Regions from separate parts of the Mus musculus genome. Here region 1 is linked to region 2. A link is a contact called in public promoter capture Hi-C data. All regions are on one chromosome and are shown on one strand. Each heading gives the region's core, a stretch centred on a gene start, on an enhancer-like site or on the middle of the called end of the contact. The rest is flanking DNA. Distances are from core to core; before and after follow the strand shown. Region 1 holds the start of Bbs10 (Bardet-Biedl syndrome 10 (human)). Region 2 holds the start of Zdhhc17 (zinc finger, DHHC domain containing 17).

Region 1 (2,885 bases), core at 60-2,559, 290 kb after region 2:
TCTAATATATGTTTTACTTGATACTTTATATTCTTTTAAAATAAGTGGAGTTTATACATATTTTATACATTAAAGATGAGGCTCAGCATATCTAAATGACCCCAAAAACTACACAGTAAGAATAAAGGCGGTCTGTCTTTCTCAGGTAAAAGCCTCCTGAATCACGACTACACAGTGCACTTGATTGTACTGTTTAAATGTTTGAAATATCCCACTATTTCAGTCTAAAGATAATGTCCAGTGATGAATGCAACCAAGAAAAAACACTGAAGCAGTATCATTAGACACTGAAATGCTGTTCTCCTCCCGGTCGTTTACTACTGAGTTATTGAGGAAACCTCAGGAAGGCTTTACTCATGATTTTGTCTTCCTTTCACCTCATTCTAACTTGTCCCTCAGAATCCTCTTGCCCGTGTGGGGTAAGGACACTGCTGTCAGTGTTAAACGTCATTGAATATCTATCTACAAGATCACTTTCCTGCTAACATTGACAGCTTTGTTCTGCATTCATTTCTTGTGGGTATGACAGCCTGGGTAATGATCCACCATGAGAATTTTGTGAGTAAATGACAAATACTTGGCTGTACTTCGAGTTAGAAACAGTACAAAAACTAACTTATCCACCTCGGAACTTTAAAGGTTTTTTTGGTTTTGTTTGTTTTGTTTTGTTTTACCAACTTGTTTGTTTTAAATGAGGAAAGCAGAGACAGATGGTCTCTGGCTGAAAGAAGCCCTTTAGCTATGAATCCAGCGCTCGTGCGCTCCCTAAAGCCTTTGTGTTTTACTGGGTGAAACATTTCTGCTTTGGGATGGTATACAGTACAAATGACAAATACAATTGATCATCGATGTGAATAAAAGGCAAACATCTACTTCTGCTCAAGTGGTTTAACTAGGTGGGGTTTCGTCCATACCTGAACACACACAAGGTAGCACACCCCAGCGGAAGCCACGAGCCTAGAAATGGCTATGCCCAAGCTCTCTCCGCCTGCCCTGCATTCTAAAACCGTTTGCTTGAAGGCAAGGAGAGCAAACTACACGGCAGGGGCACTAGAGAAGTAAGCTCGAGATGGGGCGGTAATCACGCCCCCGAGCCCGAGCCCTTCCCTGCAGAGACCTAGCGGTTGCAGTGGCCAGGGAGGCCCGCGGGACGTGAACCAGGAAAGTAAGGACGTCCCAGGACCACTCGAGTCTCCGCCCACCGCTGGCGGGGCTCCACCCCACCGAGGGGCATAGAGCTCTTCCGCCAATCGATGCCAAAGCTACTGCTCTTCCGCCGTTTTCCCCGCCTCTTCCGTTTCCGCCCTTCTGCGGGCCTGACCTAACGGAAGCGTTACCCGTGGTTCCTTACCCATGGCGTCCCAGGGGTCGGTGACGGCGGCTTTGCGGGTGGCCGAGGTGCTGGAGAGCATCGCGAACCGCTGCGTGGGGCCCGAGGGCGGCCAAGTGTTGTGTACGAAGCCCACCGGCGAGGTGCTGCTTAGCAGGGATGGAGGCTGCCTCCTGGAGGCGCTGCACTTAGAGCATCCCTTAGCCAGGTACCTCACTTCTCCTGCCCTCCACTAGGCGCGCATCTCCCTCAATCTCCCATCCCATCCTGAGGCCGTGGACCTGGATAAAACCAGTGTAGACATCAGAGAGCTGCCCAAACTACTAGTCCCGAGCCCCAAACCTCATCACGTGCACAGAACACTTCTTACTCTTTCCCCATCCCTGAATGAAGTAGTTAAAGGAAAAGTAAAGCAAAGCCTATATGTCAAAAGGACAATCTGTGTGCCTTATAGCTATGAAAATGTGGATTTAACCCAGAAAATCTGAGTTATTTTTTTCCCTTCCTATACAGGATGATAGTGGCGTGTGTTTCCAGTCACCTTAAAAAGACAGGAGATGGTGCTAAGACATTTATTATTTTTCTTTGCCATTTACTCAGAGGACTTCATGCAATCGGAGAAAAAGGAAAAGATTCATTCACTTCTGAAAATATTCAGAGCCATGAAAGGCATTGGAAAAACTGTTGTCAGTGGAAATCTATTTCCCAGGCTCTGCAAACGTTTCAGACACAAACCCTAGGTTGTATTGTAGACCGGAGTTTAAGCAGGCACTACCTGTCTGTCTTTTCTTCATCCACTGAAGGAAGAAAACTGTGCAGGCACTCGCTAGAGTTGCTCCTGGAAGCATACTTTTGTGGAAGAGTGGGAAGAAACAATCACAGATTCATTTCACAGTTGATGTGTGACTACGTTTTCAAGTGTATGGCTTGTGAAAGTGGGGTTGAAGTATTTGAGTTGTTGGATCACTGTTTTGCAGAGTTGAATGTTGGCGTGACAGGCCTTCCTGTTTCAGATTCTAGAATCATAGATGGCCTTGTGCTTCCCAGGGACTTTTCTATGTACTGCCCAGCAGATGGTGACATTAGGATGGTGATAGTAACAGAAATCCTCCAGCCTCAGTTTTCATCGGCTGGCTCGGAGTTTGTTCTCAATTCAGAAACACAGTTTCAGGCATCTCAGTGCTGGATCACGGACAGGACAAAAACAGTAATGAACCACTTGCGTGGTCAGAATGTAAAACTGCTCCTGACCAGTGTGAAGCAACCAGACCTGGTTATTTACTGTGCAAGACTTAATAGCATATCAGTGGTGGAGTGTTTATCAGCCGAAGAAGTTTCCCTTGTCCAGAGGATCACTGGTCTTTCTCCTTGTGTCCTACCAGAGGTTGCTTCACAGTGTGAAATTTCTGATAGTACTTTGGTGAAGTTTTGCAAGCCCCTCATCCTTAGATCCAAGAGGTATGTTCATCTCGGCTTGATTAGCACATGTGCATTTATACCTCACTCTATGGTCCTCTGTGGACCGGTTCTGGGTCTTGTTGAACAGCATGAGAGA
Region 2 (2,700 bases), core at 28-2,527:
CAAGTTAAGAGATAATAGGGTATTAATACGAAAGTGGTCCTTTGTATTTACAATTAAAAAAAAAAAAACAAGACACAAAAGCCAGGAAGAAATAAAATCAATCGAATGCAAAGTAACCACGTTTATTCGAACACCACGGATCTGGACACCATTCTCAACCTCAAAACACGACCTGAGTTCTGCAGGAAGCTGCGCTACACTTTCCTGCCCTCCCCGCATCTCACCGTGCACCGATGATAATAATAATAATAATAATAATAATAATAATAATAATCAACAAACCTGGATACACAAAGAATTGCTTCCAGGCCTTTACTAAACACAAACTCAGCTACAAACTGGGAGGTAAACAACGGGCAGAACCTGACGGCTCCGGCAGAGAAAACTGTTCCCGTCCAGGAGATACAAAAGAAAAAACGGTGGGAAACGTGTTGCGCTGTCTACCCTCCCTGACAGTCCCCAAACAGCGCTACTTTGTGACAAGCTAATGGGTGCGTGCGTTTATTCGCCAAAGTTCAGACCCTCTCTCTTTTTGTTTTTTTGTTGTTTTCTTTTCTTTTCTTTTTAATAGCCTAAGGGCAAACACACCCCGAAATTCGCTGTCCCCAGCGGCGAGCTGGTTGCTATGGCATAATCTGGAAGGACATCACTTTGCCCAGGAAAACTACGATCCCCGGGGAACGAGTGAACTGATGGGAAGGGTCGTGTCATCCGCCACCGAGAAAGAGGGGACGAGGAGAGAGTTAAAACCAAACAGCAGATCGGCTGCCTCCCCTGCCTGGGGAGGCTTGGAGCGAGACCAGGGGCTCCGGCCGAGGTTCCAAAGTGTCAGCAGGCCCCCGTCGCCCCTGCACCCGCAGGCAGCGCGGCGACACCACAGGACCATCGCCATCCCCACCTCTGTCCTCCAGGCACCGCCAGGGACGGCGTCCCAGAGCCCGCCCCGGCCGGGCCCGCCCCGCTATCTCCTCCCCCGTTATCCGCTCGCTCGCCGCCGCGCTCGGGCCTGGACTCGCTTTCTTCAGCCTCCCCCGGGGTCCCGCCACAGGTCACCGCGCCGGACGCCTCGGCCGCCGCCCCGGGCGAGGCTGAGGGAGCGAGGCCGCGGGACCGCAGGGTCCCGGGAAGGCGCTCGGCGCCGTCCCTCACCTCCGGGTGGAGAAGGGGCACGCAGCCCGTTTCGGTCTCGTACTCATCCGGGCCGTCCGCCATCTTGGTGTTAAATCCCTCCTCCCGCTGCATGCTGGGAGAAAGCGTTTCAGCCTCGCGGGGCTCGGCAAGGCGGAGGGCGAGCGCGAGGGCGAGCGCGAGCCCGGATGAGGGCGACGCGGCGCCACCGCCACCGCCGCCACCTCCTCTTCCCTCCGAGCCCCCGGGACGCCCCCTCAGCCCCTCCCGCCGCGGAGGGCGCGGGTCCCGATGCGCGTGCGCCGGCCCGGCCCGACCCGGCCCGGGGCTGGAGTGTGCTCTCTGCTGCACTGCGCCGGGGCAGCGGACCGCGTTGGGCGTGGGCGCCGCGGCCCGGGGGCGGGTCCCGGTCGGAGGCCGATGCTGCTGCTGCTGCTGCTGCTGCTCCTCGGCTCCGGCCACCCGGGAAAGGCCGCGCGCGACACAAGACGGAGATCCAGAGCCGCGCAGGGCAGGGTCCCGAGCCTTCCAAGGGCTGGAAGGGCTTAGGGTGTGACCCTGGGAGAGCAAGGATGCGTTCTCCTCGCCTCCGCACCTGTGCCTCGGGGACACCGGGAGAAGCAAGGACAAAAAAAAAAAAAAAAAAAATTGGCTTCCTTGAAAAAGCTTTTGTTGTGTGATGCCCTCTTTGCGATTGAGCTAGGGCATTTTTTTTTAAAATCCTTGCTTTTGACAAGGTCAAAGCCCCACACTTTCCCATCTGCTGCATTTTAATAGGGACCCGGGGATTCAAAAGTGAAACCTTTTTAAAATGAAAGCTCTAGAGTGTGACCCAGATAAAAATGATTAAAGCCGGCTTTAAGAGGATATTGGGGTTGGGAGGGGGCTGATGGAACAATTGCAGAAAGGATTTGTTTCTGGTTTGGGCTACTAGGGATTGTAAATCTCTACAGCGCCAGGGAACATTTAGCAAAGAGCGATCTGATTAGAGATTCTGATACTAACCAGTCCCCTGTCAAAGCCAAATCAGCCAAAGATCACCAGAGGGGAAAAAACCTGCAGTCGGACAAAGCCAGATTTACTGGTAGATCGGGAGGAAGGCACGTCAGAGGAAAAAAGGATGGGGCATGGAAGAGGAAACCCCTTTGTAAGGTTTATATTCCCGCCAAAAGAATCTGAGGAGGGTCTGGGGAGAGCTGAGATCGGTTCTGGATTGGACATAATCGATTCTGAGGAGGTGAGGAAAAACCAGGAGTAACAAGGCATTGGACGAGATCACGAGGCTAGGTCCGTTCAATACTGTGCTCTCCCAGTAACAAATGAAAACGGCAAAGTAGACCTAGTATTCGTCGGTAAACGGGCAGTAATCACTCAGAAAAAGGATGAATATGCTATTTTATAGCTGCTTCTGGTGGGGGGAAAGAAGCGGTCTCTTTGGCGCTGCCTGTCTCTGTGTGTATCCTCTCAGCAGGGCTTTTCCTTCCGGCACGGACCGATTTTCTTTTCTTCTTTTTTTTTTTTTCTTTCTTTCTTTTTTTGTCCTGGCAGAAACCAGAAACCATGCAATTCTAA

What was found. Promoter capture Hi-C pulls out the DNA fragments that hold promoters and counts their contacts.
Region 1: a contact with region 2 is called in a promoter capture Hi-C map of erythroid cells, with 5 times the contacts expected there. The contact joins the promoter of Bbs10 here to the promoter of Zdhhc17 in region 2. A contact is called at or near these places in 3 of 39 promoter capture datasets (erythroid cells, hippocampal neurons and pre-B cells), 3 of 484 Hi-C or Micro-C datasets (B cells, CD4 T cells and natural killer cells), 4 of 115 datasets of contacts at active chromatin or transcription factors (astrocytes, bone marrow-derived macrophages, effector CD8 T cells and 1 more) and 1 of 9 other capture datasets (adipose tissue).

The regions. Positions count from the first base shown.
Region 1 is chr10:111,297,370-111,300,254 of GRCm38.p6, forward strand. Bbs10 (Bardet-Biedl syndrome 10 (human)) reads left to right here and starts at 1,310. Exons shown (of 2, transcript NM_027914.1): 1 at 1,310-1,538; 2 at 1,844-2,885. The coding sequence starts at 1,354.
Region 2 is chr10:111,008,789-111,011,488 of GRCm38.p6, forward strand. Zdhhc17 (zinc finger, DHHC domain containing 17) reads right to left here and starts at 1,278. Exons shown (of 17, transcript NM_172554.2): 1 at 1,150-1,278. The coding sequence starts at 1,242.